Regions from separate parts of the Mus musculus genome. Here regions 1, 2, 3, 4, 5 and 6 are each linked to region 7. Evidence: chromatin contacts called from public HiChIP or PLAC-seq, Micro-C and promoter capture Hi-C data. All regions are on one chromosome and are shown on one strand. The core of a region is the stretch at or near the end of the contact, and the rest is flanking DNA. Distances in the headings are between cores, read along the strand shown.

Evidence for each region. Promoter capture Hi-C pulls out the DNA fragments that hold promoters and counts their contacts. Hi-C and Micro-C count contacts between places; a contact is called where the count stands out from the background. HiChIP or PLAC-seq counts read pairs in DNA pulled down with a chosen protein or histone mark.
Region 1: a promoter capture Hi-C map of liver shows a contact between it and region 7, with 2.3 times the contacts expected there. The contact joins the enhancer-like site here to the promoter of Cdv3 in region 7. A contact is called at or near these places in 4 of 39 promoter capture datasets (the 3T3-L1 cell line, 3T3-L1-derived adipocytes and liver), 2 of 484 Hi-C or Micro-C datasets (the C10 cell line and LSK cells), 1 of 115 datasets of contacts at active chromatin or transcription factors (embryonic stem cells) and 1 of 9 other capture datasets (embryonic stem cells).
Region 2: a contact with region 7 is called in a promoter capture Hi-C map of hematopoietic stem and progenitor cells. The contact joins the enhancer-like site here to the promoter of Cdv3 in region 7. A contact is called at or near these places in 9 of 39 promoter capture datasets (the 3T3-L1 cell line, the HPC-7 cell line, cranial neural crest and 6 more), 6 of 115 datasets of contacts at active chromatin or transcription factors (acute myeloid leukemia, embryonic forebrain, embryonic hindbrain and 3 more) and 3 of 9 other capture datasets (adipose tissue, embryonic stem cells and pancreatic islet).
Region 3: a contact with region 7 is called in an H3K27ac HiChIP or PLAC-seq map of extraembryonic endoderm stem cells, with 14 times the contacts expected there. The contact joins the promoter of Acad11 here to the promoter of Cdv3 in region 7. A contact is called at or near these places in 11 of 39 promoter capture datasets (the C10 cell line, cranial neural crest, embryonic stem cells and 8 more), 15 of 484 Hi-C or Micro-C datasets (CD4 T cells, CD8 T cells, the G1E-ER4 cell line and 10 more), 13 of 115 datasets of contacts at active chromatin or transcription factors (astrocytes, bone marrow-derived macrophages, embryonic hindbrain and 8 more) and 2 of 9 other capture datasets (adipose tissue and liver).
Region 4: a contact with region 7 is called in a promoter capture Hi-C map of liver, with 2.0 times the contacts expected there. The contact joins the enhancer-like site here to the promoter of Cdv3 in region 7. A contact is called at or near these places in 6 of 39 promoter capture datasets (the 3T3-L1 cell line, cranial neural crest, embryonic stem cells and 3 more), 3 of 115 datasets of contacts at active chromatin or transcription factors (bone marrow-derived macrophages, extraembryonic endoderm stem cells and pro-B cells) and 3 of 9 other capture datasets (embryonic stem cells, liver and pancreatic islet).
Region 5: a contact with region 7 is called in a Micro-C map of embryonic stem cells, with 2.5 times the contacts expected there. The contact joins the promoter of Amotl2 here to the promoter of Cdv3 in region 7. A contact is called at or near these places in 2 of 39 promoter capture datasets (cranial neural crest and liver), 2 of 484 Hi-C or Micro-C datasets (both in embryonic stem cells), 2 of 115 datasets of contacts at active chromatin or transcription factors (embryonic midbrain and embryonic stem cells) and 1 of 9 other capture datasets (adipose tissue).
Region 6: a contact with region 7 is called in an H3K27ac HiChIP or PLAC-seq map of microglia, with 5 times the contacts expected there. The contact joins the enhancer-like site here to the promoter of Cdv3 in region 7. A contact is called at or near these places in 2 of 39 promoter capture datasets (liver and pre-B cells), 4 of 115 datasets of contacts at active chromatin or transcription factors (astrocytes, embryonic stem cells, large pre-B cells and 1 more) and 1 of 9 other capture datasets (liver).

What each region holds. Positions count from the first base shown.
Region 1 is chr9:102,638,502-102,641,636 of GRCm38.p6, forward strand. No RefSeq gene overlaps it. Among named protein-coding and RNA genes, the nearest start is that of Anapc13, 14 kb to the left of the region's middle. Within about 2 kb of position 1,295, at least 13 of the 459 cell types and tissues checked have an H3K27ac peak or open chromatin away from gene starts, as enhancers often do. A contact at or near this core is called in liver, where this site is marked.
Region 2 is chr9:104,038,124-104,041,293 of GRCm38.p6, forward strand. Nphp3 (nephronophthisis 3 (adolescent)) reads left to right here. Exons shown (of 27, transcript NM_028721.3): 23 at 312-439; 24 at 1,211-1,451; 25 at 2,499-2,624; 26 at 3,016-3,131. Among named protein-coding and RNA genes, the nearest start is that of Uba5, 23 kb to the right of the region's middle. Within about 2 kb of position 1,783, at least 13 of the 459 cell types and tissues checked have an H3K27ac peak or open chromatin away from gene starts, as enhancers often do. A contact at or near this core is called in the HPC-7 cell line, acute myeloid leukemia and hematopoietic stem and progenitor cells, where this site is marked.
Region 3 is chr9:104,061,989-104,065,252 of GRCm38.p6, forward strand. Acad11 (acyl-Coenzyme A dehydrogenase family, member 11) reads left to right here and starts at 1,736. Exons shown (of 20, transcript NM_175324.4): 1 at 1,736-1,915. The coding sequence starts at 1,773. It overlaps Uba5 (ubiquitin-like modifier activating enzyme 5), which reads right to left and starts at 1,133. Exons shown (of 12, transcript NM_025692.3): 1 at 804-1,133. The coding sequence starts at 958.
Region 4 is chr9:104,168,250-104,171,693 of GRCm38.p6, forward strand. It overlaps Dnajc13 (DnaJ heat shock protein family (Hsp40) member C13), which reads right to left. Exons shown (of 56, transcript NM_001163026.1): 46 at 2,466-2,565. It also overlaps the pseudogene Hmgb1-rs16. Among named protein-coding and RNA genes, the nearest start is that of Gm46130, 12 kb to the right of the region's middle. Within about 2 kb of position 1,907, at least 3 of the 459 cell types and tissues checked have an H3K27ac peak or open chromatin away from gene starts, as enhancers often do. A contact at or near this core is called in liver, where this site is marked.
Region 5 is chr9:102,715,843-102,719,211 of GRCm38.p6, forward strand. Amotl2 (angiomotin-like 2) reads left to right here and starts at 1,962. Exons shown (of 10, transcript NM_019764.2): 1 at 1,962-2,060.
Region 6 is chr9:104,237,560-104,241,008 of GRCm38.p6, forward strand. Dnajc13 (DnaJ heat shock protein family (Hsp40) member C13) reads right to left here. Exons shown (of 56, transcript NM_001163026.1): 3 at 906-981; 4 at 18-167. Among named protein-coding and RNA genes, the nearest start is that of Dnajc13, 24 kb to the right of the region's middle. Within about 2 kb of position 1,717, at least 26 of the 459 cell types and tissues checked have an H3K27ac peak or open chromatin away from gene starts, as enhancers often do. A contact at or near this core is called in microglia, where this site is marked.
Region 7 is chr9:103,364,269-103,367,531 of GRCm38.p6, forward strand. Cdv3 (carnitine deficiency-associated gene expressed in ventricle 3) reads right to left here and starts at 1,512. Exons shown (of 5, transcript NM_175565.3): 1 at 786-1,512. The coding sequence starts at 1,100.

The DNA of each region.
Region 1 (3,135 bases), core at 45-2,544, 730 kb before region 7:
GTAGCCCTGGCTGTCCTGGAACTCACTCTGTAGACCAGGCTGGCCTCAAACTCAGAAATCCGCCTGCCTCTGCCTCCCGAGTGGAAACAATACATTTTATATCAAATTCACAGCTCATTTGTCTCCCTTAATAGTTGCTCATCTAACATTATATATGCATAAAATGTATGCACGGTAACTATATGCACAGACCTTGAAACCAAAGGACTCGAGTTCAAAACCCAAAGCCAAGCAACACTCCAGCTGCGCATCCCCTCACAGGCGATATTACCTTGCTAAGCCCAGGTCTCTGTGAAGCGAAGGTTGACAACACTACTATATCATACGAGTCTCAGGTTAAATGGGGCAGTGCAGGTGATGGGTTTGGACAGATTGGGACCCATGGCAAATACCTGAAACCTGAGCTATTGCTTCTTATTAATATAATGCAGCAGGCACTTCAAAGGCATCCGATATTAAGCTCGTCCAGATTTTGGAGATGGCGAGGTTCAGCAGCAACGACTTAGAAGGCAGAAGACCTGGGTTTGAGCTCTCTCTTAAGGAAACTGTGCTGGGGGTTGAACCCAGGACCTTCCATTATGCTCAGCAAGACTATATGGCTGAGCTCCAGCTCCAGCCTGAAAAGCCTCTGGTTTTAAGATCTAATTGACCCCTTGCTGACCTCGGGACCAGGAGGAGTCTGCCAACTTCTCTCAGCCTTCTGGAATCAAAGAGTAAAAATGCATTCAAAACTCCACTGTCGCTTAAAGAATGATAAACATTTAAGTTAAGCATCCAGATTTTATTTCCTGCATAAATGTTCTGAAATTCATGTTTTAACAGCGCTGGATGTGTGTGCTAAGCTGATAGGTGCTTGTGCGGGCATAGCTGACTATGATTTGCATAAATATGTTTTCTGCAGTCTGGAAGGAAAGACAACAAACCTACTGGCAAGGGTCACCTCCAGGGACAAGATTTGACAGGCTGAGGAAGGAAATTCCACAGCTATCCTTCAGAAAAAAGTCGTAGCTCTTTGGGTAATTTTTTTTCAGATAATCATATAAATGCTGCAAAATTTAGAAAAGTATTGTTTATTTTCATAAAAAACAAAACCAAAAACTCTTCTCACTGTTCTTGAAAGAAGTTCTGGGACATGGGTCAAAACTCTTATCTGTAGTCAGTAACTTCCGAGCAAGCGTCAGATCCACACAAAGCACTCTGGGAAATGCACGTATAGCTCTGAAGGTGGGGTTCGTGCCTGATAGTGCAGTGTGTGAGGCCACGTAAGTCACTCACATAGAAGAGCACAACGTGGAATGTGTGCAGCACACAGCTAATAGAGCTCAGGAAATATCTGCTGGACCAATGGACTGCTGGGTGGATCTGTGTGTGGCCGGCCACATCAAGTGCATGGATTCGTGGCTGGACCTGTGGATGGATAGGTAGGTGGACAGGTATGGACATGGAGACCATGCAAGAGGAGAGAAGGAAAGACAAAGGCCTCTGGCAGCTGAAGGCACTGGGGAACACTTGTGGGTGAGCCTTTGAGAGGCCGACTGCGGACATTGCAGTTTGGAAGGGGTTGAGAAGGCGTCTTACAGTAATGGCACTCTGATTATTTCTCATTCAGTCTCTTTCCCCTCCCTCTCTCCTCCTTCTCATTCAGGTGTCTTTAGAAGCATGGAGGACTTTTTTTTTTTTTAAGATTTATTTATTTACGTATGTGAGCACACTGTTGCTGTCTTCAGACACACCAGAAGAGGGCATCAAATCCCATTACAGATGGTTGTGAGCCGCTATGTGGGTGCTGGGACTTGAACCCTGGACCTCTGGAAGGGCAGACAATGCTCTTAACCACCGAGCTAGCTCTCCAGACCCCAAACCCATCTTTTTAAGGCATTTGGATAACCAAAAAGTATGAAGTCATCAAAACTAATGACTGTTAAGCTTTATCAACGGGGGAAAGGGCTTGAGAAAAATGAAAGAGGTGGTACAAGTTTTTAAAAAGATTCTCCAGGGGCTGGTGAGATGGCTCAGCGGTTAAGAGCGCTGACTGCTCTTCCAAAGATCCTGAGTTCAAATCCCAGCAACCACATGGTGGCTCACAACCATCCGTAACAAAATCTGATGCTCTCTTCTGGAGTGTCTGAAGACAGGTACAGTGTAGTTACATATAATAAATAAATAAATGTTTAAAAAAAAAAAAAAAAAAAAAAAAGATTCTCCAGGTTTAAACTATGGGAATTTGTGGGGGTGGGGGGAGGACAGATTATTCAACAAATTATTCAAACTAAGCTAGCTAGGACAATTAGTTTTCCGTTGGTGGGGGTGGGGGAGGTGTTCATCTAGATCCCTGGATCTTCCTCACATGACACTTGATCTTTCCCGGAAGACTGAGATGTAATTACACCTCACAATAGAGTTAAAACAGATTTAAACATAAATTGTCTATAAAGGCATTTCGAGGGCTGGTGAGATGACTCAGAGGATATAGGTGCTTGCCACTAAGGCTGATGATGTGAGTTCAATTCCCAGAACCCACTATGGAAGGGGAGAATTGACTCCTGAACGTTATCCTTGGACCTTAACACTCAAGAGCGTGTGCACCTACGTATATCACATCATTGTCGTTGTCGTCGTCGTTGTCATCTTTAAAGTAAAAGGATATATAAAATGTAGCTGTATCCTTTAAAAACTCTGAGGTAGGGGCTGGTGAGATGGCTCAACGGGTAAGAGCACCCGACTGCTCTTCTGAAGGTCCTGAGTTCAAATCCCAGCAACCACATGGTGGCTCACAACCATCTATAAGGAGATCTGACTCCCTCTTCTAGAGTGTCTGAAGACAGCTACAGTGTACTTACATAGAATAAATAAATAAACATTTTTTAAAAATTTAAAAAGAAAAAAGAAAAAAAACCTCTGAGGTAGAGGTGCCTTCTTAAGCTACAAAAACTAAGAACTAGAAACTAGAAAAGCAGATGAATATAAAATGCCTACATGACAAGGGATATAAAATTAGATGATGGCTCCATATATAATAGCTGAGGATTTTCTCCAAGTAACACATAAAAACCTCAGCAAATCAAGTAGAAAAACAGGACCCCGGTAGAAAAGCAGGCAAGGGGTAGAATTGAGCAATTCACTGGGAAAAAAAAA
Region 2 (3,170 bases), core at 533-3,032, 670 kb after region 7:
TATAGAAGAATCTGGTGTGTATGTGTACAGCTGGAGTCAAAGGTTAGTAAGCTAGGTCCTAGGCTTTTTTTGAAGTACTTGGACATAAACCATGCTAGACCTCGTGATCGTTTTCACAAAACAGTGCTTAAGGAATTTGTGAGCGTGGTTCCATGTAGAAATAAACACGTGTCCCTCATAAATGTTAGAGTCAGTGTGCTACTTAAAACAGCCGCTATCTAAGATGAAAGAGGAAGGCTTTCGTCAGGACAACAGTAAATGCCTCCAGAGTGAGGCTGGCGCTCAGCGTTTGTGTTTCTGTGTTACTGCAGTACGGGTTTGCCCTTCTACGCAGGCGGGCTCTGCAGTTGGAAGAGCTCACCTTGGGCAAGGACAAGCCTGAGAACGCCCGCACCCTCAATGAGCTGGGTGTTCTCTACTTCCTTCAAAATAACCTCGAGTGAGTACCGTGGCATTCCTAATGAGATTCACAACAAGGATCCACTGGGTCTCTTTGGTGGGAAGCTGTTTTACCTGTCTGTCAAATCCAAGGTTAGGGGGAAAAAAAAACAAACAACCTACCTCTGCCAATTTCCTGTTTGGTTTGGGTTATGAACATTCATACACTTAATGTTGTGTTTCCATTTTCTTTCCACGTTGCTTCTGAAGCTAAGCATTATTTGGCAGCTTCCCTAGCAGGGCCCTCATGGTTACAGAAAGCGAGTTAATGCGGACATTACATCTGAGACCCACAGAAGCAACTTCAGACCCACCAGGAGATAGCTGAGTTAGTGGGCGGCAGCTGCTTTCACCCTTTGATTTACTTAGAAAAGATGTCACGTCTACACTTCTGCTGTCTGAAAAACAAGTGCATTTAGGTCTCAGAAAAACGCAACTCATTTTTCATGTTTTCCCCTAAGTTCCTTTTACCAACAATTATTTGGTAGCAACTCCTAAGGGGAAAGAACAGATGCCTCTGCCGTCCATTCGGCACAGTGTGACCACTGGAAAGGCCTTAGAAGGCTGTTTCCAAAACGATCTGTGGGTTTTGCATTTAGGAGGAACGGAGTTGAGAGCTGAGCAATCACACAGATGCCTCATGGGAAGCAAAGGAAGGGGAAGGGAGGGGGAAGGGTAAGACTCCAGTGTGTCTATTCTCCATCTCTAAGGGCTTAGGACTCTGACCTCTAGAGAATAAATTGCTTGAGGCATTTTGGGGTTTTGTTCCCAGGACAGCAGAGCAGTTTCTGAAGCGTTCCTTGGAAATGAGGGAGCGGGTTCTGGGGCCAGATCACCCAGACTGCGCACAGTCCCTGAATAACCTGGCAGCTCTTTGCAATGAGAAGAAGCAGTACGAGAAAGCAGAGGAGCTGTATGAGCGCGCCCTGGACATCCGGAGACGCGCACTGGCTCCGGACCACCCTTCCCTGGCCTACACCGTGAAGCACCTTGCAATCTTGTATAAGAAAACGGTATGTACACCTCACCCGTGTCTGCGTGCTTTACGATGAACGGGAGAGGCCATGACTGCTGCCAGCCTGTTAGTTTATTGCCTGATGGGAGGTCGTTGTAGGTGAGCTTTTACAAATAAATTATTTAGTTTCTAACCAATGAGAACATGAAGGTATATATTGTTTCAGACTTAATTCAATTAAGATACTAATTTGGTTTTCTGAAAATACATCCCAACGACAAATCAAGCATCTACATTGCTAATGAGTTCCTTTCAAATACAACCCATTTTATTATCAACATTATGAATGAGGTCTTTTTATATAATATCTCAGTAATTTTCAAGTTCCTCTTACTGTACACGCTGTTAACCAAAACACAGGAAATCACCCCGTAGCTAGGGCTGTAGGAAGTGCCTTATTTATTTATATATTTATTTTTACAAAATTGACATTTTATTCTACTCTTCTCTTACTTTGTCTACAATTAAATAGCAGCTCTTTTTCATGGGAGTAAAGTTTGGATTTTTCTATCTATTCAAAGCAAACCTTGACCACAGCCTGCTTTGACCAGTGCAGCCTCGGAGCTGTCTCTGTGCTGAGAAGTGGGGAGGCTCCCTTGCTGGTGGTCACGGCACAGAAGGTCATGCATAAGAAGGGAATATGCTGTTCTCTCGGGCCAGCTTCTCAGTTAGGGAAATCATAAGGAAAGCCCCGAGGGGACGGGGCAGTTGGCGGGACGTGAGGCAGTTGGCGGGGACGTGAATTTATTTGGATGTCCCCTTGAGTTAAGAGCAACAACAGATCTATACAACTGGACATTTCTTTTACTGGAAACACTGGATGAGTAAATAAAGTGCAAACCATCTTTCCAAATTATCAGAGAACCTTTGTGTTCCCAACAGCTTCATGTGAATATTATATTGGATTTTCTGTTGCCTTGAGGTGTGGCCAGCTGTAGAAAATGCTTCTGCAACCTTATTTAATATATTTTATTTCTGGAGAAAGTTCGGGTCAGATGGTATTTATTGCTTGAATATTTTGTTAGATTATGCTTTTGTTTTGAAGGGAAAAGTTGACAAAGCTGTACCTCTGTATGAATTGGCTGTTGAAATTCGGCAGAAATCCTTTGGCCCAAAGCACCCCAGTGTAGCTACTGCCTTGGTAAACTTGGCAGTCCTTCATAGCCAAATGGTAAGCATCTACATTTCAACTGTTTGCAAATGAATGATCTGAATGTAATATATAGATTACCTCATATATTATATATAATGTATATATTTTATACATATGGATAAATGTGAATTAATGGCATAGTAAGGCAATAAGCAGGCTTGTGCTTATTATAGAAGCGAGTCAAATTGTTACTAAGCCATGTCTAAAACTTAAAAGAGTTTTTACTTTCCATTATTCTGCTTCTCCAGTTATGATTGTCCATAAAATAATGTTTCCTTAATATCTCTTAGAAGGATATTAAGGTTTTCAAAGTGCTTATCAAAGTATGTCAGAACAGTATAGAATACATTAATAATAATTTTAGACACACTATGTGTTAAGTGAGCACTGTTACTTTTTTTTTAATAAGAAAAAGCACAGTGAAGCCCTGCCACTATATGAAAGAGCATTAAAGATTTATGAAGATAGCTTGGGGAGAATGCATCCTCGAGTTGGAGAAACATTGAAAAATTTAGCTGTGCTCAGGTAAGAATGTTTCTCATCTATCCCAATATTTAATAGCTT
Region 3 (3,264 bases), core at 486-2,985, 700 kb after region 7:
ATGCACGACTGCTGTTCTAAGAACTGCACATAAACTGCTTCAGTCTTCAGAACTATGGCGGAAACAGGCGTTCCTGTGGCCCCACTTACAGGGAACAATCTCACCCAGAAGTTCAGCAGCTGTTAGAAACCGTTCTAAGTTACTGACTACTCAGTAAGCTGAGAAGTGAAGCCACTCAATCTTCTAAGCCCATTTAAGGAGAGCAAAGAGGAGGGGTCAGGAGCCCTGGCAAAGCCAATATTCAGGGATATTCGTGAGCACCCTAGTAACTAACTCTCCCTCACCCTGCTCCATCTAAGTTACACCAAGAGGCATTTAGGAAACGGTGCTCTATCCTCGGCGACTTTACATGAGATATTATACTCTGACAGAGCTTTCTATGCATCAGCCGATGCAGAGCCAGGTAGACTAATAAAGATAATGGTGACAGGAAACTGGGTACAGGACAGCAGGCAGAAGAGCTCCACCATATGGATGGATGGCTTGGATTGTTTGTTTTTTTTTAATAAAATGTTATTTTCCTTCCTTGCAGAAAAAAAGGGGTCTCACTACACAGCCCAAAGTGGCCTACAACTCCTGTAGCCCAGACTGACCTGGACCTCACGACAACCCCCTCTACCTCACCCTCCCGAATGCTACGATGAATCGTGAGCCAACTCGCTTGGTGAAGAATATCTTCTGACTAGCATAAGACATGGCCTTGCCCATCTGGGAACTGGACCTCCACAGCAGGAAAGGAGCGGCAGGAGGCCGGCTGAATCCCTCGCGCGGAGCGTGGCCCTGCCCGCCCCGTCATGGATCACCTGTAGGGATTGGAATCCAACACCTCGTCGCTCATCTCCTGGATGCGGGTCCGGCCGCAGTGGCCGTCCCCTCCAGAGCGCCGGGTTCTCTCCCGGGCGAGTTCCTGCTCCAGCTCCTCAACCCGCTGTCGCAGCCGCTCCACCGAGTCGGCCATGGCTGGGCTCCCGGTGGCCTCCGATCCCAGGCCGGACCGCCGCCGTCGCCGTCGTCGCCGCCTCCCCACGCTGCCTCGCTGGGCCCACGAAGCGCAGGAGGAACAGACACAGCCTTCCAGGTCCAGACACCGGCGAAGCGGCTCCAAGGCTCCCAGTAAGACACGTCTCCGGCACGCCCACCGGGCTTCCGGCGTGCCACTTCCGGTGCGCCGCCGCCATCGCTCCGCTCGGTAAAAAAAAAAAAAAAATAATAATAATAAATAAAAACACTCCTCAAAACACTTAGCTTTCTTCTCTAGAACCAAGACCCAGGTCTCAGCAGAGCCAGCATCATATGTGTCCAGATCAAGTCGACGGCCATTCCGTCTTTCCTATCTAGGAGGCCATGAGAAACACCAGGGTCTTTTAATGCAGGCTCAAGGTTCTGGCGGACTCTCTTCTTGCACGGACCGCACAGGTCTTCCGCTGGCGCGTCCTTAGTCTAGGGTGACAGCTGTTTGTCTTCATTCGCCAGAGTCACGTTTGCGACCTTGTTTTTCTATAAGACTGAGGACTCCAGCTCTGACGCTGAGGGTAAATTCTAAGTCTGGTCCCACAACAGGCAATTCTTTTATTTCTCCACCAGACTCCGAGTCCCAGACTCCGCCTCCCACATGGCTTTGCAGCAACACTGCCCAGAGTCCCGGTGATTGGCTTCTCCTAAGCCCCGCCCGACCACGCCCCCCCCCCCCCCCCCCCAAGTGCCGGTCTCCTTTCTGCCTTGGCGCAACCTCCGTACAGTCTGTGGATTCCTCGGTGACAACAGTGGCGGTCATGGAGACGGATGTCACCAGTGACACCGTGGAAGTGCTACCCCAGCACAAGTTCGACCTCAGGTCCCTGGAGGCCTACCTGAATCAGCACTTGCCGGGCTTTGGGTCAGATTCCCGGGCTGTGCTGACTGTTACTCAATACAGGTATCAACCATAGCCTTTGCCTCCTGGGAACATGTCTGTGCTTGGTGCTTCGCTTCCTTTGGCCCTGGGTGGGTGTCTCATTTGCCCGGTCGGGATTTCTTTCCCTGCAAGGATGCTTCCTGGATAATTTGTACTCGAATCCCAGGCTAGTCTGAATTAGAGGGCAGGAGCAGAGGTGCAGTATCCATTATGCAGTGCAGTCTTGTTAAGGACTAAAATTATGTGTCTAATTCACCGAGAGTGTTGCGGCTGAACACTCTTGAATTCCTAATAGATATCTTCTGTGACCTTCTGTGCTACAATCTAAAGATCAGTTTCTGAGGGGCTGGTGCCATTTTGTTTAATTGACCTTAGTCACCTGGGGCTAGGTTAATAATACCAGCTAAAATATACCAATTCGATTCTAGACATTCCACTTCACTGTTTTTAGCACCACTTAAGGCCTAAGTTCTTGAAGCAAGGGAATTAAACGGGAGGAGGTGACTCCAAGAATACCTTTCCCCACTGACAAGTGAATCTGGTTTTAGTCTGGTGTTTTGTAAATAGAGAGGGTATTTTTTGTTTGGTTTTTGATTTTTGTTTTTTTTTTACTTTTATACAGTTCCAGTATAAAACCATTTCATATGGTTTCAGTAAACTGTGCCTGGCCTTTCTATCTGGGGATTTAACTGTAACATAAATTCAGAGATCAAAGTTCCTTTCCTGTAATATTTGCCTGTATCCATTAGTCTTGATAAAGAAATGAAGTGATTTAGGTGAAAGGACTTAAGCATTGAAATATCCGTGGAGAGGTGGAATAAGTAATAGTTGACACTTCTAAACTTAATACTTTGTGTTGTAAACAGACTGAAGCAGGTCAAAGTTCACATTTCAGTGATTAGTTCACTCTGTGGAATTTGGCCAGCTTATTGTCCTGCTTTCAGATAAAGGTTATATATGTTCACATTACTGTGGTCCTGTGCAGACTTAAAATAATTCTGAATTAAGTTGATGTTCACCAAAATCATGCTCAATACATGAAATTAGTTGTGATACAAAAAAAAGTACTTCTGAAGTCAAACCTAGGGCTACATGGCTTTAATCCCAACAATCTAAAGATCCCTGGAGATTGGAGGCTGAGGAAAAATGATTGTGAATTTGAGGCCAGTCTGGGCTATGTAGCAATCCTTGGTTTCAAACACTATTTTTCCAGGAATGTTATATAATCTTGATTTAACATAGATGTACATATTCAACAGAGAAAACACATTCATTTTCAGGACATATGAAAAATTATAAAAATAAAAGTAGATAGATAGAAAGAGAGAGAAATAGTAAGGCCACAAAAATCTCAAAGGAATCTTTTAAAA
Region 4 (3,444 bases), core at 657-3,156, 800 kb after region 7:
AGCCAGGGCTATACAGAGAAACCCTGTCTCGGAAAAACAAAACAAAAAAAAAATGTTTATTTTGCCTTTTTAGAAATTATTTATGTATATTAACATTTTGCCTGCACGGATGTTTGTGTACCACATATGTGCCTGGTGCTCAGAGGTCAGACGAGGGTGTCAGATGCCCTGTGACTGGAGCTATGAGTTGTGAGCTGCCATGTAGGTCCTGGGAAGGGGACCCAAGTCCTCTGCAAGAGCAACCAGTGCTCTAAAATGCTGAGCCAGCTCCTAAATTTACATTTTGAAACTGTGGCGTTTTACTTTACCTACCAGCTTGGTTTTGCATTAAGTCTTACAAAGTTTGAAAGAGAAAAGAAAAAACTACCTAAACTTGTAGGTATGGCAATAATAATCTGCACATAATTTTTTAAAGGTTGCTGTTTTGTTGTTGTTGTTTTTTTTTTAAGAAAAAAAATGTATTTACTTAGAAGCATTCAGAATGTCAACAAAACAGCCACTTTTTTTTTTCAATTACAGAGTGGTATTCACTTAACAGAATAATTATCTTTGCATAAGCTGCCAAGACAACTAAAGATGAAAAAAAAAAAAACCCAAACCAAAAATAAAACCAAAAGAAAAAAAAAATAAAACAAAAGCCAAACTACTGTCCCCATATATAACTAATTTGTGCTGTGCACCAACAAGAACCTGCTTTAAATTTCCATGCCAATTTACAACCCCCAGACTATACCAGGCAAGGTTAGTGGCTACTGAAAATACCACCAGGACAGGGCTATCTAAAGACACATTTGGTAGTGTGTTAACTATACAAAAAAGGACACTGTACAGTTTAAAGACAAATCTTACACAGCCTTACATTTCAATTTTTTTCTTTAAAAGGAGTGAGTTGTGTTCAGGGTGGTTAAATGCTTTATAGACAAGGAAAAAAACCTGTACAAGAACCAACTTATTCATCATCATCATCTTCTTCTTCACCTTCTTCTTCCTCATCCTCTTCCTCCTCATCTTCCTCTCCCTTCTTTTTCTTGCTCTTTTCAGCCTTGACCACCCCTTTTCTCATGCATCAGGTTTTCCTTTAGCTCTGTAGGCAGCAATATCCTTCTCATACTTCTTCTGCTTGGCAGCCTTCTTCTCATAGGGCTGCTTGTCATCCGCTGCAGGGTTGTTCCACATCTCTCCCAACATCACCAATGGATAAGGCAGGATGCTCGCCTTTGATTTTGGGGCGGTACTCAGAACAGAATAAGAAGAAGGCCGAAGGAGGCCTTGGGTGCATTGGGGTCCTTGGACTTCTTTTTGGTCTCCCCTTTGTGGGGGTGGAGGGATATGTAGGTTTTCATTTCTCTTTCATAATGAACCCTTTCAGCTATTGCCATATCTTCAAATTTCCCCTTTTCTTTAGCAGACATGTCTTCCACCTCTCTGAGCACTTCTTGGAGAGCTCTGAGAAGTTGACAGAAGCATCTGGTGTCTCTCCTGTGCTCCTCCCGGCAGGTTTGCACAAAGAATGCATATAAGGACATTGTGCCTCTTGGCTTCTTAGGATCTCCTCTGTCCATGTTTAGTTGATTTTCTTCCGAGAGGCACAGAGTTGCTCAGTGCCCGTCCAGCTCTTGCTTGCCTTTTTTTTTTTTTTTTTTTTTGTGAGACAGGATTTCACAGTGTAACTCTGGCTAGCTTAGAACTCAGAGATCCACTTGCTTCTGCCTCCTGAGTGCTACCATTTTAAAGCTATTCCTAGCTTGCTGTTTATTCAAAAGAAACAGTATTAAAGAAAAACACAACTCCATTCCACGAACGGACCATGAAGAAACAACAAGCAAGATCCCTGAAGGCCCAACTCTCAGACTGAAGGTCCACGCACCACCCAGACGTTAGCAAAGGTGACTGGTAATCGATCACAGTGTTTGTTTTGTGACTGGAGCTGTACTACAAATGGCTGAAGCTTCACTGACCTCCCACAAGGCAACCTTAAGGCTACAACAAGCACAATGACCAACTACTAAGTGGACAACTGTACTGCTTACGCGGAGCCTCCATCAGTACAAGCTGTCCTCAGGAAACCAGGCTGCCGTATTCTACAATCCCCTTGGTGATAGCTCTATGGGTACTAAATAAATAAACGGTAACGGGCATAGGATTAAGTGCAAGGTAATCACTGCCGTAAGCGTACCTTCTAGTATCCAAAATCTTACACTTGAAGTGCAGCACGGAGCGCTGGCTGGCACGTGCTCTTATTCACACCTAGCCTCTGCTCAACAGTCTGACCCCCCAGGTTATCTCCTGAGGTTTCAGACCTCCTCACTCCCTAGATTCTACTTTTATATGGGAAACAGCATAATTTCATTCACTTATACAAAACATAATTAGAAAGGCAAATCTTGCATGGTGAACACTACTTCAAACACTCCAAAACTCAACATGGATGCCATGTGTCTGATGCCATCTGCACACATACTTACTCGATGGCAATGAGTGTAGAAGAGCCAATAAGTTGGACAAAACCATGGATTCTGCAATGTTATTGACACAGTCTTGGTTGGATGTCACTATATTCACAACCTGAAAATTAATTAACATGACATTAAATAATTGTGATTCTAAATTATAAAAGTGACAAACATGTTTGGACGACAAAACACTTAATTTTTCAAAGAGTTTATTTTCAAAAGATTGGCTATTAATGTGATCATCTAAGAAGCCTTCTGTCTGACGTTGATGCCCTCCCCCATATGCACTGTGGTCACAGATGGGGAGCAGTTAGGGAGGACTGGTCTTCACTATGACTCTCTCTTGCTGTAGGAGGAAGTATCCTTTGTAGCTAATACAACAAGCTGCTTTAACCTCCATTGTAAAGAAATCGATCTATTTTTCTTTCTCTAGCCACTGTTGTATATGACTAAAGACCTATACCACTTGAACCACTTTTAGCATTTCAGAACACTATTCAGACCTAATAATGTTTGCTTAAAAAGTTAAAGATGTAGCAGAGGGCTACCTTGTCTGGCCTCGATGGGAGAGGATGAGCCTAATCCTGTAGAGACCTGATGCCCCAGGAACACTCTCTCAGAGGTGAAGGGGATGGGAATGGGATGAAGAGCTCTGGGACACTCTCTCAGAGGTGAAGGGGATGGGAATGGGATGAAGAGCTCTGGGAGGGAGAACTGGAAGGGGGGTGGCAACATTTGGGATGCAAATAATAAATAACAAAAAAAAAAAGTTACAAGATGGCTGGGTGGCGGCAGTACACGTCTTTAATCCCAAATCTGAGGAGACAGAGGCAGGTGGAGATTCCACAGAGGGAGTTCCAGGACAGCCAGGGTGACACAATAAACCCTGCCTTGAATCCCCCCAGCCTCCCCCCAAAAAACCTCTGAAGGATATAAATGTTGTCAACATAAAGAAAATGCTTGTTAACGCTTTCTGACATGCTTAACAACT
Region 5 (3,369 bases), core at 712-3,211, 650 kb before region 7:
AGGAATGCTTGTTAGTCAAACATTTGTTAGGTGTCAGTGAATCCCAGGACTGCGCCATATGGCCTTTCCCCTGATTTTGTAATGCAGAGCATATGTGCCTGCACCTAGTAGGTGTCTCTCCACCAAGGGTTTCCAAGAATGCTGCCCATGAAGTGAGGGCACCTGGGAATCCCTTCTCTAGTCTTTGTCATAGGCTCCTACCGCAGCCAGCGGGGACAATGGTGTGTGTGTGCGAGCCACAATTTCTCTTTGTAAGGTAGCCTTTAGCTTGGCACATTTGTTATTTTCTCATCTGTGTCAGACACAAACAGAATCTAAAATGCAATATTTGGATTTCAAGTAAAACATATACACATTTTTTTGTTTTCTTTTTAGGCTTTTTGTTTTATCTTATATGTATGAATGCTTTGCTTGCATGTACGGTCAAACACCATGTAGGTGCCTCGTACCAGCATAATTTAGAATTGCCTATCAGATCCTCTGGAACTGGAGTTACAGATGGCTGTGAACCACCAGGTAGGTGCTGGGAATCGAAGGCACATCCTCTGTAAAGGCAGCAAGGGGGGTTAACTCCTGAGAACCCCTCCCTTTTAAAGGAAAGCTTTATACAAAAATAACCACATCCCTGACTATTGAGTTTGAAAGGTTTCTTGTCCTTGGTCCCCTCCAGCAAACTTAGGAATTGAGAACGCCGAGGGAAGGAGGGGGTTGGGCCCGGCAGTCCCGCAGCAGAAATTGGTCCTGATTCGAGGTGGATGGGACTGAGGAATGCACGCTCTAACCAGAAAGAGGGTGGGGGGGGCGGGGAGGGGAGGGAGTCAGAGCAGCTAAGCTGGAGGAGTCTCCTGGGGAAGTAGAAGGGTCCAAATGACAAAGGAGTCGATTCCACACCAAAAGCCAGAGAAGCGGAAGACAAAGAGGGTTGGCTAGGTGTAGACGAGGTGGAAAAGACACTGAAACTCGGGACAGGTAGGTGGAAGCAGAGACTCTCTGCCTTGTCAGGTTACGGAGACCGGATTTTGAAGACCAAGAAAAGGGACCTGGCTTCATTGGCTACTCTCTGTGTGACCCTAGGCAAGTTGTTTAGACTCTCTGAACCTTGGTTTCTTATTTATTACAGACATGATAAGAGCACCGTCGGAGGGTTACTGGAGTCGGATGGCCGAGTAAAAAGCAAGTGGTGACCCGCCGCGTGCTTGGCTTAAAGATGAGCGGAGTTAGGGAGGAGTTGGACCGAATGCCCAGTGAGTGGTTGATTCATTTAGTTAGGTAGTGGGTTAAATCCACCAGATTTTCAACCCAGATTCACACACTTCCTGTAGAGGCAGGATTAAAAGAGCTGGCCAAGGTGTTTGTAAACAATAAAAGTGCAATTCAAAGTTTGCCGCTGGGGGGTGAAATAGTAGGAGTTAGGAAAGAGGCTGGGCAGCGGCGGGCCGAAACATCGTTTCGTCTGCAACACTGTCAAGGCTGGGCGGATGTGAACTGCTGTGCAGTCCTCCCGCCATTTCCAAAACGCCACAGACCCTTCTTACAGCCACCATAGGGGCGTGAGAGGCTGATCCCTGGAGTCGTCCCTCGGTGCCTGTAGGAATGGAGGGTGAGAACCCGGTGCGGGCAGTGGTGGGGCGATCTTGGGACGAGTTGGTTAAGACACTCCCAACAGCTAGGACACAAAGCAGGGTGGCAGGGAATGAATGCCGCACGGCCGCCAGAGCCCAGAGTGGCAAGGGGACAAGGCTGAGGCCAGCCCAGCGGCCAGCCGCAGCGCCGCCTCCCGGGAGGAAGGCGGGGGCTGGCCCGGGGAGCGGAGGGAGGCGGAGAGCGGAGGAGGGCGGCGCGCTGAGAGGTTATTTGTGGTTCGCTTTGATCCCGAGGGGGAACCTGAAACTCTCACATTCCTGGCATAGCAGCCGCCTCCAGCGCGGGCTGACCTAGAGGCTGCGCACTGGGGCGCGAGCAAGCAGATCATCGGCGCCACCGACTAGTGCGCACCTCCGTTGCTGACTGTACCTAAGCCGAACCGGGTCTGCGTGCGCCGGCAGCCGCGGGCCGCAGCGGTAAGCAAGGTGCCGGGCACTCCGGGCAGTGCGCGAGGCCGGCGGGGACGCTTCCCAGCAGCAGCGGGACACCGCGATCAGTCCGACCCTTTCTGGAGATCGGAGCTGGGGTGGACGAGCCTCCCCGGGAGCGGGAGGGGAGACTGTGAACCCTTTCGAGGATCGATCCTGGGTGTCTAGCCTAGACTGCTCGCGCTTTTGTGGGGGTGAGGACACCATTCTCCGACCCACTGGGGCTGGAGGAAGGACAGAGGATCAGTGTTTGGGAGTGTGCGTCTCGCGTGCGGGGCAAGTGAAAAGCTGCGGTAGGCATATCTCGCTGAATTATGAGGTTACCGTGGCTGCTTTGTCTGGATTGGGGATACAGGTGGCTTTTACCCTCAGCTAGCTCAAGAATTCCTCTTTGTCTTCCTTGGAAAATCCTCTGCGGAGCCACGAACTGGCTCTCACTTAGAAAGAATGCAGCCTGCTGTCCAGTCCGGTGACGTCAGCGCTGAAGTATTTGGAAAACAAAGAGGGTTAGGGAGAGAGGCGTACCCGCGATGCTTAAAGACCTCTCGCGGTTGCGGGTTTTGCTCGCCCGGGGCGCTCGGGCAGCCACCGGTGCTAGTGGTCTGCCTCGGTAGAGGTGAGTAACGCCGGGACCCTGGACTGGCCTGGTTGACTTGGAGACTAGCGTTGGTTCCTTTTGCTGGAGTGAGCCCAGGCCAAGGCCAGAGACCCGTGTTTGCTTAGAAAGGTGGCTGGTTTTCCGAGTGCAGCGCTCCAGTGCAGCCCAGGTACAGCGCCCGTGTAAGGAAGTTGATTTTCAGTAAGTGCTCTTATATAAGTATTTGAAAGAAAGATTGTGCATCTAGGGGATTCGATTGGGACGTTTGTGCGATGAAAGGCCTCGGAAATGTTCGGTGCTCCGAGAGCCTGGCTCATAGTCGGCGCGCCTGGAATCTGCCGGGAAGGCTCAGCATTCCTTCTAGCCGCTCCCGGATCCTTAGCGCGAGTCAGCCCAGACAGTGATTAACTTAGGAAATACCGCGTAGAAAAAGCCGCGTGTGAGCAGACTCTTCAAGTCTTACACATTGCAGGGTGCAGTTGGGGGGGGGGGGGAGGATTAGTTGCTGGCTTGGGTATCGTCAGGGCTCATTACCTTTCTCCAGCTCTGCCAACATACCATTCCCAAACTGAGGTAGGACAGGGGGCTAGCATTAGTATGGCACAGAAAGGGGCCACCACCCCCTTCCTTTGTCTCCCCCCTCGCCTCATTACCCCATCAACTGGCATAGGTAGTTGTTACTAATATCAACAGAGATGC
Region 6 (3,449 bases), core at 467-2,966, 870 kb after region 7:
GGCAAGGGTCTTCTCACCAAAGCCTCCGTAAGCAGCTCTGTTCTGTGCTCTGTAGAAAACTTCAACGTTTCTGACTTCTTCCCACTGCCTTTACGAAATGTGAGGTTGAACTCTGTTCCTTGTCCTTTCCCAACAGGGCTGATGCTACAAATGTCTCCATAAGGCCACTGGCAAAAAGAAGGAAGCCTTTAACTTTTGCTCTGAAGTAATAAGGTACACCGTTGGTTTTCATCTCCTGCATTCCATATTCTCTGCTTAAAGGAACAACAGTTTACAGACACTGCAGCTTGAGGGGTGGGGAGAAGTGCCTCTAGCAAGTCTACAATTCAAGTTCTCTTAAAGGTTTTTAATTATCAGAAACAATAACAAAAAGATCTATACTATGATGGTATTGATAATATAAAGCAACTTAAGTAAGTGAAAAGAATTAGGGACTAACATTTCATGATTGTACTCATTAAGAAAGACAATCTACAAAACATGCCTAGTTTAGAATTTAAAACAACTATATTTAAGCATGTTTATTTATTCATGTTCAATTAGTCTTGCCTTTACAAACAAGTAATTCTAGTTCTTTGGAAAGTCTGTGAACAATAACACTTGTGACATAACTAATATGCTTGATTAATAGTAACAACTTTAGAAAGGGACGAATTTTATAGAGATGGCTAAAAACAGTAACATGTGAAAGTCATCCCCTCGAGAGTCTAGAAAGCATGTGCCCGCGCTCGCTCTCACACACACAACTTCTTCACTTCTAGGTCTGAACACAAGGCATCATATATACACATTCATCTTCAGGCTGACATTTCTCTTCTGAACTGCTGACTTCAGCAGGGAAGATGGGCTGCAATCTTGACTTTTAAAGGTTCACATAAACCCTCAACAACTTCTATTAAAATTACCTGATTTGTTACTTCTAAGGTATTGGGATTATAGGTAGTAACTGCATGGGTTCCAACTGAAAAGACTCGTTTATACCTACAAGGAAAGACATGCTTACATTTAGTATTAAGCAACAAATTTTTAAATGAAAACATATGATATTAACACAAAATGAATACACTTTCATATTTTTCTATAAATAGAAATATGTTGGCTGATCAATAGTTCAATGGTGATTAAATATAGTTTATTTTTATATTTTCAAATTTAATGTCCTAAAATGTTATCAAAATTAAAATCTATCCGCCACTTATTTTAGTGGGAACTATTAATATTCTTGCATAAAAAGTATGACCTTGGGGCTAGAAAGATAGCTCAGTGGTTTAAGAGCACTGTGTGCTCTTTCAGAGGACCTGTGTTCAGTTCCTAGCACCCATGTGGCAGCTCACAACTGTCTGTGTAACTCCAATTCCAGGGGATCCGATACCCTCACACAGACATGTGTAGGCAAAATACAAATGCACATGAAATAAAAACAAAGAAAAGTTATATTTATTTTTAAGGAAGGAAAGAAGGAATGAAAGAAGGAAAGAAGGAGAAGGAAGGAAAGACGACCGACCTCTGGACAAACATGGTGATGTTACCACAAATTAAGGTGGTAAGACACCAGCCAGGATGCTACAAGAATTCTAAATACGACATTTCTCTTTTAACAAAACACTGCAAATGGCTAATTCTTTCAAAGTATCCTTTCATTATAACCACAATAGGAGGAAGGGAAGTATGGCTGGCAACTGCTCAGCACAGCGCATAAGGGAACGTTAGTTCCAAGTGAAGCAACTGCCTGTCGAGTGTCTGTGCTGCAACTCTGAACACGGAGGAAGCGCTTCCACTTCTCACTGCAATGCCTTTAATGAAAGAAACATACTCAAACAGGAAAGCCGACCTCAATTATCAGTAACACTGATGAAGAGAAGCTCGTACTGAGAAAAGCAGAAATTAGGAAAAAAACATTTAAAAATAAAGACAGCTCTTTAGATATAAAACAAAAATGAGCAACACATTAGTTAGAATAAGAAAATGTAAGAAAAAAAAAACGAGGAACAAAAAAACTCACTGCCACAGACACGGACTAAAGGAAAAAAAATCCGCTACATGCCAATGCAGATAAATTTCAAACTTAAGATCAATCATTGCAAAGAAGAAGGTCAGAAGCTGTAAAGACTGACACCATCCAAACCCCAGACGCAGCAGTCTAGAGTGGAGAACCGGCAACGCCCATGCTCTAAGTGGAGAACGGTAATGGAGGCATCTTAACTCTGATACTAAAACTGCAACGACAAGGAAAACTGAGACACTGGCCTGTTATTAAAGCAAAAAATGAATAACAACCAAGTAGCTTCAGAGAAACAGTTCAATTAGGAAGAAAAAAAAACCCAAAACCCAAATTTTTCATGACTAATAACTATTGAAAATACTTCAGTAATACCCAAATGATAAAAATGGGCACTAAAATAAATCAAATAGTTTCCAGACCTCTAAGTTTTCCTGCCTTTAACTGCTTTATACTTTAAAAAAGTGTACAAGGGCTGGAGAGATGACTCAGCGGTTAAGAGGCTGCTCTTCAGAGGTCTTGAGTTCAATTCCCAGCAACCACATGGTGGCTCACAACCATCTGTAATGGGATTTGATGCCCTCTTCTGGTATGCATGAAGACAGAGTACTCATGTACATAAAGTAAATAAATCTTTTTTAAAAAAGAGACGTTCAATACATTAACCAAAAGCTACTACTAGACTCAAGAGGAATCCATCATGCTTCCATCAGAGACAGGGTAACCAAGTGCACTGAAAGAGCCTACAATATTTAGGGGTCTGTGCCAGCGCCCTTGGCTACCCTCCAGCCTGACAGTGAAGCCCTCTTGCTGAAGACACTTTGAACTTGAGCCAATAGAACATGGAAATATCAAGCTGGTGCTGACCCGGAAGCTTCCAGAGTGTCTCGAGGTGCCGCACACACTCCAGGGGAGAAACAGCAAGCATCAATCTTACCCAGCTGTGACTGTGTAAGCCACAGTGAGAGGTGGCCGGGCAAGAAACGCCCACTGGAACAGAGTGGCCCAACTGTCACAGGAGTAACACAACTACCTTCTAAGTGGATTTAAGACCCACTCTGCAACATGAAACCAAGAACTGAGACTAGCCAAGCCATAGGTTCTAGAGGGGAACCTACTACTGTTATCCTACTAAATGGGCAAACTAGTAAACTGACTCCTAATGACGGAATCTTACACCGATAGATTAGTGCCATCCCTCAACCCTCCTCAGAGAAGCTTCTATTCGAAGAAGATGGTGAGTAACACAGGATCCACAATGGATTACGGTGCTGAGAGCAGGAGACTGGAAAGCTCAGCCCCAAATGACACAGGTATATCAAAGCTCCTTCTCGAAAGGGCCTGCGGTCATTGTGGGATAGGGGTGGAAAGAAAGAGCCAAAGGTGGGGAATGGCTCTAAGGAAATGGTGTCTTCCAGATTCAACAGGTCAGCTTCACATATCAACTCAC
Region 7 (3,263 bases), core at 262-2,761:
AGAACCAGAGAGTCTAACTCTCCAGGCCCACGTGGTGGGAAGAGAGAATTTACCCCGGCCTCTAACCTCTCCGCACACGTACACAGGAGTGCGCGCACACAAATAAGCAAATAAATGTGATCTTTAAAAAAAACAAAAAACAACAACAACAACAACAACAAAAAAAAAACAAAATTGCAGACAGTGACACAGACCTTTAATCCCAGTACTCCAGAGACAGAGGCCGGAGGCTCTTTGTGAACTGGAGGCCAACCAGAGCTACACCGTGAGACCTTGTCTCAAAAATTGGGGCTAGTGGCCGGACGGTAAAGTTTAGCCCGTTCCTGCAAGATCCGGAGACGTGCCTAATTCCCAAACGCCCTCTCTGCCGCCGCTTTTACTTAAACCCAAGCCCAGGGCGAGCTGAGCGGCGGAGAGAAGGCGACAGAAATTCCACAACTCAATTCCCAGCCCTGCGTGGCCGTGGTTGGGAGAGTAAGCCACGCTGGCCCGGGCGGCACAGAGGAGCCTCGGAACACCTTAAGAACATGAAATCCGGCCCCAGCGGGGCTCAAGCGGGACCACGAGGACTCGGGCACACGTCACCCGGGGACCGGCCCAACCCCCGTGGCCCAGAGGGCGCGGCGCGCAGAGGGCCGCGGACGGGGGCGGCCAGACGAGCCCCGGGGGCCGAGGACCGCGAGCCCGCCCGCCCGCCGGGCCGACGTGCGAAGCCCGAGTCACGTGGCCTCCCGGGCCGGCGGGGGCGGGCACATGCGGCCGGCCGCCGGCCTCCCGACCCTCACCTTCGTTATGGCCTTGCCGGCGGGGCCCGCGCTCCCGCCGTCTCCGGACCTCGAGCTCCCGCCGTCTCCGGACCTAGCACCAGAGCCCGAGCTCCCGCCGTCGCCCGACCTGGAGCCGGAGCCCAAGCTCCCGCCGTCGCCCGACCTGGCACCGGAGCCCAGGCTCCCGCCATCGCCCGGCCTGGAGCCCGCCGCCGCGCTGCTCCCGCCCGCGCCGCTCGCCGCGTTGGCCGCGCGACTGCTCCGTTCCTTCTTCTTCTTCTTGTCCCTCTTGGCGAAGAAGTTGTCCAGGCTCCGCTCCTCGGTCTCGGCCATGGCCGCGGTCCGGATGGGTGGGGCCGGCGGAGGGCGCGGCGCTCGCGGCTCCGAGCTCTGGGTCAAGGCCGGCTGTGCGCTCAGGCTGCAGGGTGCGGCGTCGCCTCAGCCCCGCGGGGTCGCCGAGGCGCGGGCGGCAGGGCGGCCGGCTCCCCCCGTGCTCTGGTGGTACGTTCCTCGCTGGGAACCGCGAGCGTGGAGCAGGGTCGCGCCCGCCCCGCTGCCTGAGGGACAAGGAAGGCGCGCACCGGCGAGCGCTCGGCTAACGACGGCGCGTGCGGGAGGAAGACGCGCGGGCCTGAGGAGGGGGAGAGGGGACGGGGAGGGGAGGGAGGGGAGGAGGGAGGGCGGGCCACCAGCAGAGAGAGGCAGCGCCGCGCCTGCGCGCTCGGTTCCGCCCGCCGCTGTGGGCGCGCCGAGGGGGGCGGGCGGCGGGATGAGAAGGGGGCGGGTCTTCCGGGAGAGCCAATCAGATGCCCGGACGGAGCGCTTAGGTGACAATCCGTTCCTTCTACGGGGCGGTGCCCTGTATGGGGGCGGGGAGAAAGCGGGTGTAGGCAAAGAGAGTGACGTCCCTAGTGACTCCTGCCTCCGATTGGCCAGGGAATTTGCCTTGAGGGCGGGCATTTAGAGGGTTGGTGACTTGGCTGAAGAAGACCAGCCGGAGGGGGCGGGTGTGCCTTGGTTGCGCGCATGCGCAGGGTACACGTGCGTCTGCTCGCCAGGACTGTGGCCTGGTAGGCGTTTGAACTTTCAGGAAAAGGAAAGAGACCATGTTAAGCCAGCTATGTTCAAGCTTGGTCCTCCTGCCCTGCTTTTCTGTACTCGCACCCTCTCTGGTCGGGCACCTATTACTTTTCTTCTGAATGGAATGCTTTTGATGAGGAGCGCTGGATTAGTATTCGTGGTTCCATTTACGGAAGGATCTTAAATAAGCCAGTGCATGAAAGGAAGGGAACTGATTTTGACTAGCTGTGTCTACCAGGGTCAGGCTAAATAAATCTGACCCTCTAACGCTAGCTCTTGTGAGATGGAGAATGGCTGGGAATGTGATTTTGGTGGTAGCGTGCGACAGGCGCATGTCAGCGCAGAGTCTGTCCACAGAATCACAAAAAGAAAACACACAAAACCCCTCCTTTTCCTGGGTCTTCACCCTATTGGCACATACTATGTGAATACTTGATCCCCGAAACATCTGCAGCCCAGAAAGCTTTTTGTTTGCTTGGGGGAGATTGCTTTGTTTTGGGACCGGGTCTCACCTACCCCAGGCTGCTTTGAACGCCATACATAGAAAAGATAATGTGTTTCTGACCTTCCAGCCTCCACCATCCCAAGTGCTGAGAATTCAGGCATGCACTTTTGTGCCTATGTTAGCGATACTAGGGGTTTCCATTCTTGCTAGAGAGGCTCTCTACCAGCTAAAGAATGAATGACCCAATACAGATGTTGGAGTTTCCTTGTTTTTAGTTACACAATTGCACCTAGAATTGCTCCTGCTCTGACTTGAGTTTGAGTGATTGCTACAGTTTAACTTTGGCTCCTATGCTGGATCTTAGGACAGAGAAGGGGATAAAAAATATCCTTGTTTCCACCTGACTTGACTTTGGGGCCTTGGAGAATCAAATGTGTGTTTCTCTATGAGACGTGTGGTCTGGGTATGCATTAAACTTCTGCTTCCTCTAAAGGGTAGAGGAGAAAGCTGTGACAACCACTGAGGAAATGGCTAAGTCCTATGTCTGTAGCCTTGGGGGAAAGATAGGACCCAGCTAGTAAATGGAGGGATGTCTTTCCACACCTGTTCCCTCCTGTCTTTCCTTACAAGTCCTTCCCTAGTTGTGGCTATTGAAGACCTACATTCTGAACATATCGATGGATAAATGAAGGCTCTATGGCTGTAGCCAACAATAAGAAGACCTTTCTTTTGTTTTGTTTTTTGAGACAGGTTTCACTATGTAGTCCTGGCTGCCTTGGAACTGGCTCTGAAGACGGAGATGACCTCAAACTCAGAGATTCACCTGCCTGGGCCTCCTAAGTGCTGAAATTGAAGGTGTGCGCCACCACACCTGGCTAATAAGCAGACATATTTGTTCTCTTCCCCCAGCCCAGGATGGTTCCTAGGTGACTTCCTTTTGTGACACCACATATCTTCCTGTGGTATTGTCC